Linked DNA regions of Mus musculus: region 1 is linked to region 2. The links are chromatin contacts, called in public HiChIP or PLAC-seq maps. All regions are on one chromosome and are shown on one strand. Each heading gives the region's core, a stretch centred on a gene start, on an enhancer-like site or on the middle of the called end of the contact. The rest is flanking DNA. Distances are from core to core; before and after follow the strand shown. Region 1 holds the start of Gpkow (G patch domain and KOW motifs). Region 2 overlaps Clcn5 (chloride channel, voltage-sensitive 5).

Region 1 (5,960 bases), core at 34-2,533, 490 kb before region 2:
CATGACTTTAATTCCAGCAGCACTCAGGAGGCAGAAGCAGGAGGATCTCTGAGTTCAAGGCCTGCCCGATCTACAGGGTGAGTTCCAGGACAGCCAGGATGCAGAGGAACCCTGTCTTGACGCCCCCTCCAAAGAAAGAAAGTATAAATATCAAGATAGAAAGGAGGTTAGGAAACAAAGAAAATCAATTTCAATGGCCAGAAAGAAAGAAAGAAAGATCAATGCCCAGTCCTATGGACCATGTTCACAGGTTACTATTCACAGGTCCACTCGTTTTTTTTTTTTTTTTTTTTTTTTTGAGACATCTCACGATTTAGCTCAGGCTGGTCTTATAAACTCTCAGTCAGCCTGGTGCAATCCCCTAGTGCTGGAATTACAACCATGGATCTCTTTAAGTATGTCTTGTGGGAATCAGCCTTAGGCCTTCAACCACAATGGCCTAAAAATCACCATCTTTAGTCCAGATTCTTCCCGGTTCCGGGCCGGCAAGCTGCCTTTTACAAGTCCCCCACTTAGGCCTTTCGGACCTTTGTTTCTTACTTAATTATACTGCTGATGGCCTCCCCAGACTTGAATTTGCCTAGTTCTCCAAATCGGAGAAGCTCCCACAATTTCAGCTGAGACAGGAAGAATCCTGTCATTTTTCCCTCCTTTCCCTTTCTCAAAAGGCACACATACTCAAGTCCCAACGACATTTTTTCTGAGGAATCTATACCTCTGGTTCTCAGGCCCCATTTCACCCACCTAACAAACCTCCCTCTTCTTGCCCTTACATTCTTATGTTCTTCCTGTTTGTTTTTTAGTTGCCCAGGCTAGCGTTCAATTCCTGATCCTCCTGCGCCAGCCTCCCAGGTCCTGACTTATAGGCGTTTGCCGCCACTCCTGGTTACCTCCATAAATTTCCCGAGGCAGTGTTTCAGGCTTTCCAGGCCACTGTCACCAGGACAAACAACTCTTACTCTGCCCTCCTGCTTAAGCCCATTTCACAGATTTCCAAAACGCGAAAGACCCGGCGTTTCACCTCTGCAGCTTCCTCCCTTCCACGGTCGCCAAGAAATCTTTCTCCTCTGGGGCCTGTCTTTCGCTATCTCCGAGGTCTGCCAGTCGCCTCCGGACAGACGTGCGAGTGAACCCGAAAGAAATTGGAGCCATTGACGGGGCAGACGGCGGCGGACTCTCACGGCCCGCCATCTTCGCTCGAGTCACAGGCGAGCGCTCCGCTTGCTGGGAAGTTTAGCTCGAGCCGTGAGGGGCTGGCCGGGAAACGTAAGAATCAATCCCAGCATGCAACGCCTCAAAGACAAGTGCCTTGTAGCCGTGGGAAACAGGAATCAGGGCGCAGAAACTCTTTGAAACGTCATAGGAACGTGCCATACGGCATCCTGGGAAATGTAGTTCTCAGTGGTATAGCCGCTGTGGAAGATTGATTAGGTTATTCCTCGGTATTCAACCGCTATGAATTCAGTTCTAGAGTATCCTATACCCTTTCCCGACATCCTCAGGCACCATGCACGCATGTGATGCACGAACATAAATTCAGGCAAAATGTTTATATACACAAAACAAAATAAATAAAACTCATAATGTGCTTCCACAATGTGAACCTTACTGATAGAGGCTGGAGGCTTCCAGGGCTAGGTCTACTTTAGCAGATGAAAGCAGTAAACCATGGAGACAACAATTACATCAGGCAAATAAAAGTTACATTTACTGCCGGGCAGTGGTGGCGCACACCTTTAATCCCAGCACTTGGGAGGCAGAGGCAGGCGTTCAGGACAGCCAGGGGTACACAGAGAGACCTTGTCTCGAACCCCCCCCCCCAAAAAAAAAAGTTTCATTTACACAAGATGACTTAATGGGTAATAGTGTCTGCTACAAAAGCTGAAGACCTGAGTTCTTGAAGATCCTACATAGTAAAAAGATAGAGTTAGCCACTAGTTGCCTCTGACGGCACCACAAGTGCCATGCTATGCATGAACACATATACATGTAAACATGAACAAATGAATAAAATATGAAAACAAATTTTATCTAATTATATGTAAAGTGAATAACTGTGCAGTGGCTGGTTTTGTGTGTCAACTTGAGACAAGCTGGAGTAGTCAGAGAGGAAGGAGTCTCAGTTGAGGAAATGCTTTTTTTTAAAAAAAGATTTATTTATCTATTATTATCTGTAGCTGTTTTCAGACACTCCAGAAGAGGGAGTCAGATTTCATTATAGATGGTTGTGAGCCACCATGTGGTTCCTGGGATTTGAACTCAGGACCCATTTGGAAGAGTAGTCAATGCTTTTAACCACTGAACCATCTTGCCAGCCCCGAGGAAATGCTTCTATAAAATCCAGCTATAGGGCATTTTCTCAATTAGTGATTAATAGAGGAGGGCCTAGCCCATTTGGGTGGTGTTATCCCTGGGCTGGTGGTCCTGGGTGCTGTAACAAAGCAGGTTGAGCATGCCACAGGGAGCAAGCCAGTAAGCAGTACCCATCCAGGTTCCTGCCGTGTTTGAGTTCTTGTCCTTCAATGATGAACAGTGATGTGAAAGTGTAAGCCAAATAAAACCTTTTCCTCCCCAACTTGCTTTTTGGTTATGGTGTTTCATTGAAGCAATAAAACCTTGACTAATATACGTAGAGAATGCAATAGAAAAATATCCATAGTGCTGGAGAGATGGCTCAGCAGTTAAAAGCACTGACTGCTCTTCTGAAGGTCCTGAGTTCAAATCCCAGCAACCACATGGTGGCTCACAACCATCTGTAATGAGATCTGATGACCTCTTCTGGTGTGTCTGAAGACAGTACTTACATATAATAAATAAATAATTAAATAAATCCATAAAGCTATAGGAAAAAGATTTTTTCAGACCACAAACTCTCAGTGTGGCTAAGCTCTTTAGGTACCTTCATCACCATACTGTGTTTAACTAGGGTTGTTTATATGAGCTGCTTACTTGAGCAAGGGCAGTTTATGGCAGCCACATCACTGAGGAATGTAACACCTACCAACCATTAACTGCCTATAGTTCCCAAGGGAGGATGGGGCCTAATGTGCTCTTCCCCCATCCATGATGGGTTGATAAGTTGTTTTGTGCATGTGAGTTCAGGAGTACAACAGCTGTTGGCATTTAGTCTAAGCTCTGCCCCATAGTTACTTGGCAATAGCCAGGTGTGCCTGACTGAGCTATAAAAGGGGCTACTTGCCCCTCCTCTCTCTCTTACTCCATATTCTCTCTCTCCTCATTCCCCTCCACCTTCTCTCTCCACGTGCTCATGGCCAGCCTCTACTCCTCTCTCTCTCTCTCTCTCTCTCTCTCTCTCTCTCTCTCTCTCTCTCTCTCTCTCTCTCTCCCCTCTCAACTCCCCTCCCCATGCCCTGAATAAACTCTATTCTACACTATACTGTCTGTGGCTGGTCCCTCATGGCGAAGGATTGCTTCAGCATGGACCCGCAGAGGCACCCCCTTCCCCCACACCTGACTGCACATCCACCAGACGTATTCCTTCTCCTCCCTTATATTCTTATAAAGCACAACAACGCCATGCCATGTCCACAAGATAGTCTTTCACTATACTCCTCCCCATCCTTCAAGCTCTTACACGATGTTCTCTCTCTCTCTCTCTCTCTCTCTCTCTCTCTCTCTCTCTCTCCCTGTGTGTGTGTGTGATTTAAATGTCCCATTTAGGACTGAGTACTCAAAGTCACTTCTTCACTTTGATTTTTTTTTGAAGCTCTGCATTCACCACTGCCCACAAAATAAATCTGTGCTCTTAAGCATAAATATTTAGAATGGGGCACAGCAGTGCACACTTTCAATCTCAGTACTTGGGAAGCAGAGACAAGTGAATCTCTGAGAGTGTTGCATAGAGAAACCTGTCTCAAATAAACAAAAACAAATATACAAATATCTAATAAGTAGTTTGACAACATGTCCATTCAGTAGAAACATCAGAGAGTGGCTTCCTACCTCTCAGGACCTGACCATAGGAGCACTTACGTTGCAGTGGGATTTTTATTTAATAACTTATGGCCTCTGGGAGCAGAATTATCCATTAATGCAGAATACTTGTCTTTAAAGTCTTTTTTCTTTTTTAAAAATCTGTTTTTAATTGGCTTATGCGGATGCCATAGTTAGTGTTTTCATTGTGGTGAACAGATGCCATGGCCAAGGCAACTCTTATAAAGGAAAACATTTAATTGAGACTGGCCTACAGTTTCAGGGGTTTAGTCCATTATCATCGTGCTGGGAAGCACAGCAGCATGCTGGCAGACATAGTGCTTGAAGAGCCGAGAATTCTGCCTCTTGATCTGAAGGCACTCAGGAAGAGACTCAATTCCACACTTGCCAGAACCTGAGGCTAGGAGACCTCAAAGGCTTCCTTAACAGTGACACACTTCCTCCAACAAGGTCACAGCTCCTCCAGTGAGGTCACATTTCCTAATGGTGCTACTCCCTATGGCCAGACATTCAAATATATGAATCTATGGGGGCCAATCTTATTGAAACCACCACAACGGATTTATGGGAATGAGCCAATAATCTGTTTTGTTGTATGTGTGATTCTGAGCATGGGTCACCTTACATAACTCAGGCTGGTGTGGAGCTTACTATGTATTGAAAATCCTTCTGTCTGAGTTTCCTGAGTTGGGATTATAATACATTAAGCTATTATCTTCCTTTTATCTATTTTAAGATTTCTTTTTTTTTCCCCTTTGGTTTTTTGAGACAGGGTGTCTCTGTATAGCCCTGGCTGTCCTGGAACTCACTTTGTAGACCAGGCTGGCCTCAAACTCAGAAATCTGCCTGCCTCTGCCTCTTGAGTGCTGGGATTAAAGGCGTGCGCCACCATGCCCGGCAAGATTTATTTCTTTAGCTTGACTTTTGCTGTTATTTTGCTATCGGCAATACAGGTTCTCGCTACACAACCCAGATAGCTATTTTGGAACTTGTCACCCCCATGTCTTGGAGCCTCTTTAGAAGCTGGGATTACAGGTGTGTCGCGCTATGCCTGGCTATTTTGTTGGTGGTGGTTTTGGGGGGATTTTTTTTTTTTTTTAGTGTGTGTGCATGCGTGTTTTGTTTTGTTGTTTTTTGAAAAAGGGTCTCACTTTGTGACACTAAGTTGCTTGGAACTCGATTTGTAGGTGAGGCTAACCTCCAACTCACCTCCCTCTGCCTCCCATATGCTGGGATTAAAGGCCTGTGCCATCACAACAACCTTTTCATTTTTCTGGAAGAGACTGGTACTTGCCATATTTGCCTGGTTTGGCCTGGAGTTCCTAGGCCCCCAGCTCTTGTTGGCTCAGCCTCCCCTGTAGTTTGAACCATAGGTGGCGCCACTTCACTACCCTGTTATTTTTACTACCAACACTATTGATACGGATGAATTAAAGATGGTATCTGCTTATTCTCAATGACGTCACTGCCTTTGAGGTAAATTGTCACAGCTGAAGTGGCAACTACTTCTAGAGGCAGCACAGGCAAAGAGAGCAAGCTTCCTTCTTCCATGTCCTTCATATAAACTCCCAGGAGACGGTCTGGCCCAGATTAAAAGTGGATCTGCCCACCTCAAATATCCTGATTAAGTATTTAATCCCAGCACTCAGGAGGCAGAGGCAGGTGGATTTCTGAGTTCGAGGCCAGCCTGGTCTATAAAGTGAGTTTCAGGACAGCCAGGGCTACACAGAGAAACCCTGTCTCGAAAAACCAAAAAAAAAAAAAAAAAAAAAAAAAAACAAACAAACAAAACAAAACAAGAAAGTAACTTATCACTTTCCTAAAGAAAAAAAAAAAGTTGGGTATAATAGTGCATTCCTTTGATTCCAGAATGTGGAATACAGACACAAGCAGATCTCTGGGTTCCAGGCCAGCTAGAGCTAAAAAAAAAAAAAAAAAAAAATTGTTAAGAGCACTTGCTGCTCTTCGGGAGAACCCAAATTATACACATGAGAGTCTATGCCCAG
Region 2 (5,606 bases), core at 512-3,011:
ACTAGCTAGCCTGTGCTTCATGCAAAGATTGTCTGAAAAAGCAACAGGCTTCTCCTCCAACTATGTGACCTGGCCAAATGTGTGCAACTCTCTTAAACAGATGTTCTAGGAAAATGGGTGGTGAGGCCTGAGTCAAAAGAACCATAGGGACAGAAACCACATGAGCCTTAAACAGTAAATCTTTTTGGCTTTGTTGTTGTTTTGGGGTTGGTGGTTGTGATACAGGGTCTGACTTTGAAGCCGAGGTCAGGCTGGTACATACTATATGGTATAGGTTGCCCTCAAACCCTGCGCATCCCTTTGCCTAGGTTGTAGGTTATATGTATAAGCTACTAGGCCAGGCCTTCATTATGCATGTGATGATATCCACAGGCTTAAATCTGCCTGTACTTTACTTCATAGGAAAATGGGGAGATTCCACACTCCGTATCCGTTAGTGTTTTATCTATCTCTTTTTTTTCTTTTTTAAAGCTGGGCATGATGATCAACACCTTTTTTTTTAATTTATTTATTCATTATATGTAAGTACACTGTAGCTGTCTTCAGACACCCCAGAAGAGGGAGTCAGATTTCGTTACGGATGGTTGTGAGCCACCATGTGGTTGCTGGGATTTGAACTCTAGATCTTTAGAAGAGCAGTCGGGTGCTCTTACCCACTGAGCCATCTCACCAGCCCTTATCTATCTCTTTATGTTTATTAAAGTTTATATTAAACTCAGATTTACTTGGTGTTACCTCACAGCTCAGCCACATTATCACTTTCACAGAGACACAGTTTTGTCATCTTAGGCCCCATGTAGTTGTGACACATCCTTGGGTTTTTCCTGTTTTCAGTGACCTTAACAATTTTGAACAGTAGTCAGGTATTTTACAAAGTGCCCCTCCTTTTGAAATTTACCCTACATTTTCTCCTGAGTAGGCTTCGATTGGGGCTTTGGGAGATGAAGACCGCAGAGATTAAGTGACCCACCAACATGACATACTGTTGTTGATGGTAACTTTGATCGCCTGACTGAGTTTTCCTTCCTTTCTACACTGAACTCCTCAGAAAGGAGTGGGAAGCCCAGGCCTTGAGACTGTCCAGGGGAGCTTTGTCTGCTCTCCCAGCCATTTATTTATTCCATCATTTGTATTGCTCTATACTTCAGGTTCTAGTCTATTCCTACTTTCTTTTGTTGCTTACCTTGGTTAAGTCATGAGGATCAAGGCCAACCTGGGCTACATAACAAGACCCTGTATCAAAAAGGCAAAAGGAGTCATCAGAAGGGTGAGATATCTCGGTGCATAAGGGTGTGTGTGCCCAAGCTTGAAGCCTTGAGCTCCATCTGTAGGTCACAGGTGCTAGAGGGAGAGAACTGAGTGAGGTTTTTCTCTGACATTTACATGTGTACACAAATGTACATACACACAACATAAAGAAATGGTTTTCGAAGATTCCTTAAAGTCTTTATGTGAGTTGATAGCTAATCCATTTCTTTTAATGGATGACAGTCCATTGTCTAGATATATCACTTTTTAAAAATTCATTCACTTACTGAGGAATATCTTGATTGCTTCTAGGTTTTTATTTTTTGCAGTTGTAAAAAAGGTGCTGTAAATATCTGAGTGCAGTTTCCTTTTCTTTGGGGGTGGGGGGAGGAGGAAAGCGGAGGGGGAAAGGGAAGGGTTTATTTCAGTCACACTTCCGTATAACAGTTTATCATCAAAAACAGCTCGGGCAGGAACTCAAATAGGGAAGGAATCTGGAGGAAGGAGCTGGTGCAGACTCCATTGAGTACAGGCTTACTCAGCTTGCTCAGTCTGCTTTCTTATAATGAACCCAGGACCCGTGTCCCAGCGGTGGCACCACCCACAATGGGCTGGATCTTCCTCCTCCTATGGATCACTAATAACTAGTTCAGAAAATGCCATACAGACCCACTTACAGTTCTGTCATTTTAAAAAAAAGAATACAATAAAATATAATGAGATAAAACAAAAGCTAACACATTAAAATTGGACAAAACAAATAAACAAAAAAAGGAGAAAAGAACCCAAGAGAAGGCCTAAGAAATCATGGCCCACTCACTCATTCACACACTCATTCACACACTCATTCACACACTCAGGAGTCGCATAAAAACACTATACTGGAAGCCATAATATACACAAGGGATCTGGTGCAGACCCTGTGAGAGCTACGTAGTCTGTGAGTTCATATGGGATTTGAGCATGTTGCTTTACAGGCCCTTGTGCTCCCAGTGTCCTCCATTCCCTCTGGCTCTTATACTCTTTCTACTTCCTCTTCTGTGGGTACTCTGAGCTCTGAGGGGGATGGATTGGATGGAGACATCCCATCTAGGAGGAGTGTTCTAAGGTCTCCCACTCTCTGTGTAATGTCTGGCTGTGGGTCTCTGTGTTTGTTCCCATCTGCTGCAGGAGGAAGCTTCTCTGATGATGGCTGAAAAGGGCACAGATCTATGAGTATAACAGAATGTCATTAGGAGTCATCGCTATGTCATATTTGTTTAACCAGTAGTATTTGACTTTACCCTACACACCTAGGCTATCTAGTCTCAGGTTCTTGCTCACCCAAATAGTGTCAGTATGGTTTGTATCTTGTAGGGTAGGTCTTATGTCAAATCAGATTTCGGTTGATTACCAATGTATGATGTAATGATTGTATTGCATTGGTCCCTGTCGTTATGTCCCCCTTTTCATTTCTAATTTTGTTCATTTGGATCTTCTCTTTCTGCCTTCTAGTTCATTTTGATAAGGGTTTGTCAATCTTATTTATTTTCTCAAATAACCAACTCTCTGTTTCAGTGTCTTCTTGGTACTTGGTTGGTTTGTTTTATTGATTTCAGCCCTGAGTTTGATTGTTTTATGCTGTTTAGGCATTTTGGGTGTACTTATGTCTTTCAGTTCTAGAGCTTTCAGGTGTGCTGTTCCTTCGCTGGTATTTGATATCTCCAGGTTCTAATGCAGGCACTCAGTGCTGTGAACTTTCCTCGTAGCTCGCACTGCTTTCACTGTGGCTGCTCTCACAAGTTGGGCTTTGTTGTCTGTTCCTTTTCATTCGGTTCCAGAAACTCTCTCTTCCTTTCTGTTTTGACCCATTTCTCACTCACTAGAGTCACTCAGTTTTCATGAGTTTATAAGCTTTCTCTTGTTGATATCCAGCTTTAATCCATGGTGTTCAGATAAGATGCACGGTATTATTTCAGTTTTCTTGTAGCTATTGGGACTTGCTTTGTGCCTCAGCATGTGGTCAGTTTGGGATACATTTTCAAAAGGTGCTGAGAAGATGCTATACTCTTTGAGTTTGGGCAAACTATTCTGTAAATATCCTTTAGGCCCATTTGGCTTACCACATCACTTATCTCCAACAATTATCTGTTTAGGTTTTGTCTGGATGATCTGCTGTTGGTGAGAGTGGAGTATTAAAGCCTTCCACCTTCAGTATGTGAGGGCCAGTATGTGATTTAAGCTGGAGAAGTGTTTCTTCCAAGAACTTGGGTGCCCTTGCATTTGTGGCATAGATGTGAAGAACTACAGAATCCTCCTGGTAGATTTTTCCATTGGTAGGAATTAGTGTCCTAGGAAACTATATCTTCTGATTAGTTTTGGGTCTGTTTTGCTGGATACTAAAATGGCTACACCAGCTTGCTTCTTAGGTCCCTTTGCTTAGACTGTCCTTTTTTTTTCCCATTAATTTTAACCCTAAGGTGATGTCTGTCCTTGATATTGTGGTGTGGTTTTAGTCTTTGTTTTTTTATTGGGAGAATTGAGAGTACTGATATTGAGAGAGATCAGTGACCAATAACCATTGATGCCTGTTATTTTGTTGTTCTCTCTCTCTCTCTCTCTCTCTCTCTCTCTCTCTCTCTCTCTCCTTGTCTCTCTCCCTTTCTCTCTGTGTGTGTGTTTTGAAAATATTTTCTTTGACCTGGGATTTTTCTTCCTGTATTCCTATTGTTCTTAGTTTTGGTCTTTTCATAGTGTCCCAGATTTCTTGGATGTTTCATGCCAGGATTTTTTGTTTGTTTGTTTGTTTTATGTTTTCTTTGACTTCACGCGTGTCACAGAGCCTCAGATTCTCTCTTCCATCTCTTGTATTCTGTTTGTGAAACTTGACTCGGTGCTTCCTGTCACAGTTCCTAAATTTTTTCCTTCCAGATTTCCCTTGGTTTTGGTTTCCTTTATTAATTCTATATTGACTTTCGGGTCTTGAATAGTTTTATTCATTTCCTTCCACTGTTTGTGTTTTCATAGATTTCTTTAAGGGATCTCTTTGTTTCCTATTTAGGGACTTCTACCATGTTCAAAAATGCTGTTTTACGGGGTCTTTTTCTTTCTTGTGTTTTTAGGTATGTTAGAACACTCAGGGCCTACTGTGGGAGGGTTGCTGAACTCTAGAGGAGACATATTGTCATGACTGTTATTGATTGTGTTTTTATGCTGGCATGTAGGCATCTGGGTATGGGAAGATTGTAATTCTAGGTCTTTGGTGGGTGTTTTGTTCCTTGGTTTCTGTTTCCTCTCTGGTTCTTAGGAGAGTGTTGTCTGCCTGTTGCCTGTGGGAAAATCTGGGGTAAAATGTGTTTCTGGGCATTGCTTCCTGAGACTTAGGAGTGGGGTTAGGCTTGTGGTGGTGGAGGGCTTGTGGTGGTGGAGGGTCTGTACAAGGAGGAAAGTAGGGTGTTCCAGCAGGATCTGCTTAGTCCCCTGGGAATGGGGGTAGAGAGTGAGGAGATTTCACAGCAAAAAGTCTGCTTCAGCGCTGGGGATGTGGGAGAACTGAAGCTCTTCAGTTTGCCTGCCTGCCTGCCTTCCTGTTTGGAGTAGCTCCTGGTTTCGTAGGGAGTGCTTGCTGGAGTTGAAGGCTGGGACAAAGCAATAAGTTGGGGGAATAAAGTTTGGAAGTGAAGATCTGTGTTATCCTCTGGAGATGGGTGTAGGATGGATGGGAAAGGAGGCTGCAGAGCTGGAAATGAGACTGGGGGATTAATTTGGAGGAGCAGAGGGAGAGAGGAAGCTCTAATTAGCTACCTGATTACCAGCCCAGCCTGGCCTGTGGCTTCTCAGAGAGTGCCTGCTAGAGCTGGGGAGGGGTGGGGGTTGGGAATGTCAAATAGAAGATTTGGGGGAGGGAGGGAGGGAAGATCTGTGGGATCTACCGTGAGATTAGGTGGGAAGAGACTGCTGCAGGTGTTCTCTTGTTGATGTGGGAATGAGACTAGGTTTGGAGAATCAAGGGAGGGGAGTTAGGTCTGGATTTAGATCCTGCTTCTCTGGCTGGAGTAGCCTGTGGGCTAACTGGGAGTGCCTGCTGGAGATTGGGGCCTTATCACAGCCCCAATCTCCAGCAATTGGGGAGGGAGGTCAGGAGAGGAAGATCTGAGGCATCCCCAGTGTTGGAGCAGGGGTGGGGGTGGGGTTCTTCAGGTGCTCTGTTACAAGCTGCACGTGGGACTGAGAGATTGGATTTGGAAATCCAGAATGAGAGGTGAAGTCTGCAGTCGGCCTACATGCTTCCTCCGCTGGGCGATTTCTCACTGCTGAAGTTTTCCTTATAGGTTTTTACTCTTTTATTGTCTTGTTAATGATTACAGCACACTTTTATA

What was found. HiChIP or PLAC-seq counts read pairs in DNA pulled down with a chosen protein or histone mark.
Region 1: an H3K27ac HiChIP or PLAC-seq map of microglia shows a contact between it and region 2, with 8 times the contacts expected there. The contact joins the promoter of Gpkow here to the enhancer-like site in region 2. A contact is called at or near these places in 6 of 39 promoter capture datasets (the 3T3-L1 cell line, hippocampal neurons, liver and 2 more) and 1 of 115 datasets of contacts at active chromatin or transcription factors (microglia).

The regions. Positions count from the first base shown.
Region 1 is chrX:7,692,457-7,698,416 of GRCm38.p6, reverse strand. Gpkow (G patch domain and KOW motifs) reads right to left here and starts at 1,283. Exons shown (of 11, transcript NM_173747.3): 1 at 1,022-1,283. The coding sequence starts at 1,191.
Region 2 is chrX:7,200,421-7,206,026 of GRCm38.p6, reverse strand. The region is part of intron 3 of Clcn5 (chloride channel, voltage-sensitive 5); the gene reads left to right. Among named protein-coding and RNA genes, the nearest start is that of Mir500, 35 kb to the left of the region's middle. Within about 2 kb of position 1,761, at least 10 of the 459 cell types and tissues checked have an H3K27ac peak or open chromatin away from gene starts, as enhancers often do. A contact at or near this core is called in microglia, where this site is marked.